Regions from separate parts of the Ovis aries genome. Here region 1 is linked to region 2. Evidence: chromatin contacts called from public Hi-C data. All regions are on one chromosome and are shown on one strand. The core of a region is the stretch at or near the end of the contact, and the rest is flanking DNA. Distances in the headings are between cores, read along the strand shown.

Evidence for each region. A called contact is a pair of places that touch in the nucleus more often than the background predicts.
Region 1: a Hi-C map of tail adipose tissue shows a contact between it and region 2, with 7 times the contacts expected there. The contact joins the enhancer-like site here to the promoter of GPR19 in region 2. A contact is called at or near these places in 2 of 16 Hi-C or Micro-C datasets (hypothalamus and tail adipose tissue).

The regions. Positions count from the first base shown.
Region 1 is chr3:203,095,210-203,100,281 of ARS-UI_Ramb_v3.0, reverse strand. The region is part of intron 2 of BORCS5 (BLOC-1 related complex subunit 5); the gene reads left to right. Among named protein-coding and RNA genes, the nearest start is that of BORCS5, 12 kb to the left of the region's middle. Within about 2 kb of position 2,966, at least 6 of the 54 cell types and tissues checked have an H3K27ac peak or open chromatin away from gene starts, as enhancers often do. A contact at or near this core is called in tail adipose tissue, where this site is marked.
Region 2 is chr3:202,798,846-202,803,492 of ARS-UI_Ramb_v3.0, reverse strand. It overlaps GPR19 (G protein-coupled receptor 19), which reads right to left and starts at 2,250. Exons shown (of 4, transcript XR_009600284.1): 1 at 1,890-2,250; 2 at 987-1,325.

The DNA.
Region 1 (5,072 bases), core at 1,717-4,216, 300 kb before region 2:
CTGTATCCGTTGTTGTTTCTTTCTGTGAAGTCTCTAAGAAGGCGTGTCTGTGTCTTTTATTAAAGACCCGTGAATAATATGTTTTAAAGAAATTAAGAGAAGGAAACCTATATATAGCATATTTACTCGTGTGCTTATCATTTTAGGAATTCTTAATCCCTTCCTATAGACTGAAGCTTCCATTGATGAAATTTGTTCTTAGTTTGAAGAGCTCCTTGTAGCATTTCTTACAGTGCGGGTCAGCTGGACGCAAATTCTTTCTGTTTTTATTTATATAAGAATGTTGGTTTTGCTCATTATTGTTATAAGGTTTTTTCCTTTTTTTTTAATGATGACTGTGTTTTTGAGGAGATATTGTGAGACTGGGTAATTTTGTTTTTCAAGACCATTTCTTTCACCAGTTATAATATTCATTGATATTTCTTGCTTGAATTCATTGTACAGTGATGGTTTCCAAATAGGGGTTTTCTGACTTTATCATTCCTTCTACATTTATTGGTTTGCATTTTACTGTAAGGAAGACCCTTCTCTTCTCCCCAGTATTTATTCATTTATTTAAGTGGAACAGTGAATTCCTATTTTATTCAGTGGGTTATGATCTGTTAAAGTGATTACACTCAGCCTTCCATATCTGTGGGTTCTGCACCCACAGATTCACCCAAGGGCAGACTGAAAATATTTCAGGAAAAAAAATTCCAGAAAGTTCCAGAAAACAAAACTTGAATTTTTCTGAGTACCAGCAACTACTTACATAGCATTTGCATCAATTTCCATAGTATTTGCATTGTATTAGAAACTATAAGTAATCTAGAGATGTTTTAAAGTATATGGGAGCACTGCGTAGGTTATGTACAAATATTACACCAGTTTATATAAATGACTTGAGCATCCAGGGACTTGGTAACTGTCAGAGTCCTGGAATTAGTGCCTCCATGGACACCAAGGGACGACTATTCGTTTTCAATCTCAAAATGCTCCAAATTTGGCCAGTTGAAATACTGTCAGTTTAGCTTCCTGTGTTCTTTTCATGTGCTCTCATTATTCTTTGAGCATATTTTTAATTTCTGGCACATTATAATGTTCCGGAGTTACTTTGTTCTTCTCTGGCCCCAGCACTAGAACTGAGTATTTCTTTAGGAGTGCTGTTCTTTCAGTGGAGAGGGGTGTTTAGAAACCGCTTCCATACCTTCTCAGTGTTTAAGCAGGAAATATACACATGTGTATATATACAAACTCACACATTAACATCAGTATTTATTTTTATATTTACTTATATATATTGAAAGAGGAGAGGGAAAAAGTTTGCTTAAAACTCAACATTCAAAAAACTAAGATCAGGGCATCTGGTCTCATCACTTCATGGCAAATAAATGGGGAAACAATGGAAACAGTGACAGAGTTTATTTTCTTGGGCTCCAAAATCACTGCAGATGGTGACTGCAGCCATGAAATTAAAAGACGTTTGCTCCTTGGAAGAAAAGCTATGACCAACCTAGACAGCATATTCAAAAGCAGAGACATTACTTTGCCAGCAAAGGTCTGTCTAGTCAAGACTGTGGTTTTTCCAATAGTCGTGTATGGATGTGAGAGTTGGACTGCAAAGAAAGCCGAGCGCCGAAGAATTGATGCTTTTGAACTGTGGTGTTGGAGAAGACTCTTGAGAGTCCCTTGGACTGTAAAGAGATCAAATCAGTCAATCCTAAATAAAATCAGCCCTGAATATTCTTTGGAAGGACTGATGCTGAAGCTGAAACTCCCGGTACTTTCATCACCTGATGCAAAGAACTGACTCGTATGAAAAGACCCTGATGCTGGGAAAGATTGAAGGCAGGAGGAGAAGGGAACGTCAGAGGATGAGATGGTTGGATGGCATCACCGACTCAATGGACATGAGTTTGAGCAAGCTCCAGGAGTTGGTGATGGACAGGGAAGCCTGGCGTGCTGCAGTCCATGGGGTCACAAAGAGTCAGACACAGTTGAGCAACTGAACTGAGCAGATATATATTGAAAAGGATGAGTTCATGCTTATGGGCTCCACATGGTCTTTGATCTGAAGGTTTATAGCTTTTTAGCAAATACTTTGGCCATTATTTCTTCAGTATTTTTCCTGTTCTTGCCTTTCCCAGTTTCTGTGTTTGACTAGTTTTGGTGTTTTCTCACACCGATGCACCATTTTTGGTGTTTTAGTTGTTTTTCTTTCTGTCCTGCTTTGGATAGCTTTTATTGCTATGTTTCCAGGTCCAGTGGTCTTTTTTTCTGTTGTGTCTGTGCTGCCCTCAATCCCATCCAACGTATTTTTGGTGGTGGTGGTGATTTAGTCTGACTGTTGCGTGTCTGACTGTTGCGACTCCATGGACTGTAGCCTGCCAGGCTCTTCAGCCCAGGGGGTTCTCCAGGCAAGAATATTGGAGTGGGTTCCCATTTCCTTCTCCACGGGATATTCCTAATCCAGGAATCGAACCCAGGTCGCATGCATTGCACGCAGATTCTTTACTGACTGAGCTATGAGGGGAAATGTATTTAATTTCAGATAATTGTGTTTTTCAGCTTTTGATTTTACTTCCCCCTATTAAAAAAACACTTCCATTTCTTTATCGTGCTTATGTTCATTTGTCTCTTTTTTGAACATATCAGATATTTTTATATTAACTCTTAACTCTTGTCAGTCTATCATTTCTGGATCTTTCTTTTTTCCTAAACGAATGAGCTTTCCCAGGTCACATTTTCCCATTTTCCTACTTTTTTCATGCCTGGAAATTTTTTTACCATATGCCAAACATTGTAAATCTTGTCTTTAGATGCTGGATTTTGATTCCTTTAAAGGATGTTGGACTTGGTTCTGGCATTAGTTGTCATCAGTTTGGTTCTTTCTAGGCTTGCTTTTGAGTTTGGTTAAGTCTCATCTAGAGCAGCCTAGCCTGGTTTATTAAGCCTCCCTCACAAGGCAGTACCCTTCTGATCATGCTGCCTACTGCCTTGTGTATTATGACATCTTTCCACTCTGGCTGCTGGGAACATGAACTACTCTGAGCCCTATGTGAGTTTCAGAAATTATTTGGCTTACTGCTGTCCTGGGCCTTTCTCCAACCTTGTGAAATTTCAGCCCATAAATTGTTAGGTTAGTGCCAAGTGTTTGGGGGTGCCCTGTGCACTCTTCCAGAGTGTGCTCATGGAATACCCTCCCCTCCCATCTTCTGTCGTGTAAGTGCTAGACATCTTCATCCTGGCAAGCTCTGTCCCTCTTCAGCTCACTGTGGCTGCTCTTGCTCCCTGGTTTGCATCCTGGGAGCTGCCTTCCAGCAGGAAGCTGGGGAAGCAATAGAGCCCACTTGTCTCCCTTCTCACGGGGCTCACAGTAGCACACTGCCTGTTACACAATATCTGAAAAGAGTGTTTTGCGTATTTTCTCTGGTTTTCTAACTGTCTATGGAAGGCATAATAGCAGGTAATCCTTCATGGGCAAGAAGAGAAATCCTCCCCAAAGATGCTTTTTAATCCGTGTTTTTCTGTCAGTTGCCACTTCTTCATTTTGCTTAAGCCTCTCTTGCCCACAGCTTTTGATTACTACACTGGGCATTCATCTCTGGAAAATCCTGGTAAACTCCTGTCCAGGTTCTAGTAGTCCTCCAGAGAGTGGAGGTACTAAGAGTGTAAGACGCAGCTGCTGCCCTTTGAGAGCGTGTCGTTTTGTTAGTTATTTCGGCAGGTGAATAACTCATAGAGTTATAGTATGTGTAATACTGGCCAGGACCCAACAGACTAGGTAGGCACGGAGGAGAGACTCATTAATTTGACCTGGAAATTTAGGGTAGGCTTCACAGAGGAAGTAACACTTCAGCTGCGCTTCCAGAAATGAATGGAAGGTAGCCACCTTGAGAAGACAGGGTCAAGGAGGGGATTCATGGTTTAAAATCTTTCAAGTAAATATTGGTTGGCCAAAAGGTTCACTCACATTTTTCCCGAATGAACTTTTTTGGCTAACTTACTAAAGAGAAATAAAAGATGCCTAAAGAGTTCTTGACTAAAATTACATCTCAGACATACTGCTTGAATTTTCTGTTCTTAGCCAATGTATGCAGGTTACCCAAATGTATGTGGATTAAATTCTGATTTTAATTTTAAACCGTATGACAATAATTTACTGGAATAATTATTAGATAGTTTATGTACTGACTATTCATTCTGTTCTATTTCTTTAAACTTTTAATTTGTGTTATGTTATGATTTGAAGCAAAATATACATGGTTTATTTTACTTTAGCTAGAACCCAAGGATATATCTTTTGGCTTCGGGAGACGATGAAGGACAGGGAGGCCTGGCAGGCTGCAGTCCATGGGGGCGCAGAGAGTTGGACACAACTTAGCGACTGAACAACAACGACGGATCTATCTTTCTGAGCAATAACTTTCCCTGCCTGAGTCAGCCTTTTACCCTGGAATATGGCACTGAAGATGGGTGTACAGTATATATTTCCTTTCAAGGTTCTAGTTTTGTCAGTAGTTTCTGCTCAGTGACAGCCTGGAGAAAGTCTAAGGCTGAACAGTATAAAATTTTGTTAGTCATTTTCAATTTTTCTTTTTTTCCAAAACTCACATATAAAAATTCTTCTATTTTAAAACACTCTGGCATTTAAGACTGAAATAGTTTTTCAGGAAAGTCAAAGTTTAAAAGGTATTTGCAGAATTTTGAAAAAATTCGATTTCTCCCAGCCCCTAAATTTTAACTGATTATTAGACATTACTTTGATGTTAATTTAATCATATTTGGAATTGGTACTACATAAGGTTCCTCACTCTGAGCACAAGTGGAAGCCACATGCTTTTTTTTAGAACTGTATACTTCATACGTTTGCTTATTCATTTAACCAAATTCATTAAGCTCTTGCTGTTCATTGGATATTGTTGGGCTAGACACACAAAAACAAAAACCATAACTCCTTCCCATGAAGAGCTCACAGGTTTAGTGAGGGAAATATATATACATATATATATAGTTTTATAAAGATTCATATGTATGTTCTTTTAAAAAATGTTTTATTGTATAGTTGCTTTTCAATGTTGTTTCTACTGTAC
Region 2 (4,647 bases), core at 1,001-3,500:
AAGTACCGACAGCACCACTTGTGTAGTCAGAGCAGTGGTTCTCAACCTTGGCAGCAGAATGAGGAGCTTTAACAAAATACTGATATCTGGGTTCTACTTCCAGAGATTCTGATTGAATTGTTGAAGGTGAAGCCTGGACACTAGGACTTTCTAAAGCTCCCCAGATGATTCTAATGTGCAGGCAAGGTAAAGAATCTAGCCTCAGGTTCTTTGAATACAGATGCTACATTGAGCATGCACATTTTGGTGAGGAGATGGCAGGCATAAATGGTGGGACGCTCAAGGCAGAAACTCTTATTTGTTAAATATACACTATAAGTTATGCTAGTAACTCATGCAGTTGTCAACAATATTTTGTTTCATCTTTACAGTCATCCTATGAAGAAGACACTACTGTTCTAATTTGACACACAGGAAAATCGAGACTCAGAGAGGTCACACAGAGAGACTGTCATACCTTAGCATCAAACTCCAGGTCTGATTCTCAGTTCTATACCCTTTCTGCAACACCGTACTGAGAGATCACACCTCTTACAGTTGGATGATCCCACTCCCTAAAACCAAAATACGAAGGCATCAATGCAGAAACCCTATTCTATTGCATGCGTAGGTTTTTTTTTTTCCGGACATTTTCATGAATGACACACATGTGGCCCCGTTACTAGGTTACACTAGTGTTAATTGCTCAGTCATGTCTAACTCTGTCACCCCATGGACAGTAGCCTGCCAGGCTCCTTTGTCCATGGAATTCTCCAGGCAAGAATACTGGAGTGGGTTGCCGTTTCCTAGGCTATACTATAGGCTCCCAAATGAAGTGAACTGCTCTAGGGAGAACTTCCTGATAGGGGACTACCAGGACTGGACCTTTCTTAATGAAGCATTTCCATTCTATTGATTGATACCTGGATCCTTCTCCTTCACTGCTAACTTAAGTCCTGTGGCTTTCTATACTGAGTGTTTCTTACAGATGAAGCTATATTGCTTACCTACAAGCAATTCCTTTGCTGGTCGACTAAAATCACATAGTGCATCGTTCCTCTGCCTTGTACTCCAGACAGTACATAAAAAATCAAAATATATTCCAAATCAAAAGTTGACTAGAGATTGCTGCCAATATCAAGATGTACTCTCATACCAAGTGACTCTGGAGGCTAAAAAGCAGAATGTATGTACTTTTGTAACAAGCTGGTGTCTTGATAGCTCAGTTCCACCATTCCACTCCATGAAATCCACACTGCATCCTGCCTGAGGTGTGGCTGAAGGGACCCACAGGGCCAGAACACTGCAGGAAGAAACTGAATGCTCGCCCAGGTGACCCACGTATCCTGAGAGAGAAAGAAGTCAGATTAGTCAGTTCTGCCAAGATGCTCCCAGAATTCCCAACTCCTCTACTTCCTCATCCCAACCTCAGTCCTTGCTCAGGACTCTGGCTTCTAGAATCCTCCTTGGCCCACTCACTTAGGGACTCCCCAACTTCCACCGTACTCAAGAGGAACTAAATATGGGGGCATTTCTGTCTTTCTGTTTACAAACACGAACATCTTCACACTATCTGATGGGAAGCGTTCTCTACTGCAGGAGTTCCCGACCTTCAGGCTCTAATGCCGGATGATCTCAGGTGGAGCTGATGCCATCATGATAGAAATAAGGTTCACAATAAATGTAATGAGCTTGACTCATCCTGAAACCATCCCCTGTCCCCCACCCACCATGGAATAACTGTCTTCCACACTAGTCCCTGGTGCAAAAAAAAAAAAAAGTAGTGTTGGGGAACACTCCTCCACTACCAAGAGCTCTGTTTTCCTAGTTTCCCCTCTCCACTGGGCTGTGTAGTTACTGCCTGCCTTCACCGCTTCTATTTTCCCATCTTCTCCTCCCCTCTGCATTACCTTACTTCACAATCCCTCTTGGTCTCCAGGAAAAAAAAAAAGATTTTTTTTTCACGGTCCTTAAAAATTTATTCCTTCTGTCGCGCCCAGGGTTATCTTTCCAAATACATAAAGCCCATCACTCTGGTTTTAAAGCCTGAACGACTCTCCCATGTCCACTCCTTCATTATTCGATTCGCTGAATTCTCAGAGAATTCACGGCAGACGCACAGTAAGGAAAAGAGGAACCACCGTACGAGCATGTGGAGTAGTTACTGCAAAATCTCGAGCAAAGTAGTGTTGTGTGCTTGAATCCATCGCGTCAACGTAAATTATCCTCCGACCTTTCTCGAGGGTCAAACTAGCTTGACTGTTATTCACCAAAAAGTTTCAAAATGTTTTCGCGCTTAAAAAAAAAAAAAAAAAAAATTTAGTCAGGCGCATGCGCAACCGCATACAGTTGTGGGGGGCGGGGTTGCTCTTCGCGCAGGCAAATCTCGCGATGTTTGAGCCAGACCGGAGAGTAGGGTTTTTTTCTCCCCTCCCCTCCACCAAGTGCAGTGATTTAATGCTGTAATCAAATTAAAAATATCAAGACTCCACGGCGAGAACAAACGAGGCTAGAAATAGGCAACATGCCAGCGGCTGTTTTCCCTTCTAGGAAGGGCTTCTTGCGACGCCTCGAAGGCCCCACAAGTTCCTCAGAAACAAAAGTCAGAAGTATGTAAAAACAGAAGAAGCCAACCACTGTATCACCTTAGAGCGGTGTGGAGATTCTTGTTTTTCCATTTTTTACTGTACGAAAAATCCTATTGGCTGCTAGCAAACCAGGTTACACGCCCTTCGCCACTGCGCATGCGCTAGGCTTTGTTTACTACCTCGGACGGCCGCTGGGTCCCGCCTCGAGAGCCTGGCGTGTAAGGACACGTTCTGGGGTGTAGTTGTAGGCCGGGGACACGGATGGGAGGTTGATACCAGGACAGGTTAAGTGTAAGCCTGAAACCAGGGAAAATACGAGCGGTAATGAAAGCTCTTGAACACTCAGAAACCGTTGTCTTGTCAGATCTGTCGTGTACTGAAGGTAATGAACGTGATAGTGCCACTCTTAAATAACTAAGAATTGGTAAGCAGCAACTCTAAGGCCCAAAGCGGAGGTGGAATTTAGGTACTTGTTAAAAATATGGGCTCTGTAATGGAAAAGATGCAAATAACCCTAACGCTTAAGCCCATCTTACTTAAATTTCGAGCAATACCTCCATGATTAAGAATGTCTCTTGCAGCAGAGTCAAGAAGGCAGCCATGCAAATTTTGAAACTAAAAACTGGTGACTCTAGAAGCAATAGCCGGAAAAAGCACCAACCAACAAGCAAATTTTTAAAAAATGGCTTTAAGTTCCCTTCAAAATCAGTTTCAAATGGGTTAGAAGGCTATGATACAAGATGAGAAGATCTGGTGAAACTTTGGTTATATTATAGATATGGCTAGATCCGTTTGAAAACAAGGCAAGTTAAATTTTTTTTTAACGTATTTTTGATGGAAGAGTTCCTAATGGTGAATTTTAATGTGCTCTAAACGGCCTTCAGTTGCTGGTAGATTCAGCTAAACCTAGATCTGTATCTTTGAGTTGGATAATAGCATCTGTATCTTTGAGTTTGCTGTTTACAATTTGGACGTTTTATGGGACTATTTGTTAGATTTCAAATAATTTGAAGACTTTAATTTGTAATAGAAGAAACTTTCTACAAAAGGAAGGTGAGATTTTTAGGTCGTGAAATTAAGTAAGGGAAAAGTATGTACATGTGTGCAAATGGGGCCAAATTTTCAAGGCTCTGGGCACTTCCACCATGGTTCTCAGAGAGCCTTAACCTTAAAAAGTTAACCTCTAGATTTTTCTCATATTTGACGTAATAGTAAAATGTAGTAAATGTAGCAATTTGGATACTTTTAAGGCAACAATTGGTACCAAAGTCAGAAGGAACTTAAAAGTCCTGCTCCATTATCTAAGGTTGCACTCATTCGGTTGAGGTAAGGTGATAGCCAGTTTTCTAAGCAGGATTGAATTGATGTTTTTTTCGTGAAGGAAAAGAAATGTAGATAAGCTGAATTGATTCTTTGTTCACTTATTAAGGTGATTAAGACTGACTCATAAACACTGCTTACTTTGTCAAGGCAGTCAACAACTGTAAAAGAAACTGAATGCTTTTATTGCACATGATGAGATGGTGCTAATGGAAATAGAGAATGGAAATTGGATGAAGAGTTGATACAGAGCTACCAATCCTTTGAGACTACTGGTTCATTTACATGTGATGAAAACGTTAGTGTAAGACCAGTAACTGGTCAAATAAAACTTTTATCTTTGTTCACTGAAAAAAAATCTTTTAATGAGTAAAAGAAACTCACCAGTGAATTGGTTACCCATTCAGTTTGTCATGCAACTCAGGAAATAGACTTCCAGGATTTCCACAGTCAGTAGCTAAAAACGTTATCCATGAAATTAAAAAAAGCTATCCATATTATTTATTTAGCAGCATTCGGAGCATGCTCTACTGTAATTACCCTGACATTGTAAGGCAGTGAGAAAACTGCTGCCTTTTGTAGTCACATTTATGTAAACGTGGGTTCTTAAATTATTGTGACCCCAACATAAGGAACTGCTGAACAAGGAATCGTCTATGCATTCCCAATTACCCCAAATTTGTAGAATCAATACAATATAATCTTACTTATTGCTTCCCTTGTGGCTCAGCTGGTAAGGAATCTGCCTGCAGTGCAGGAG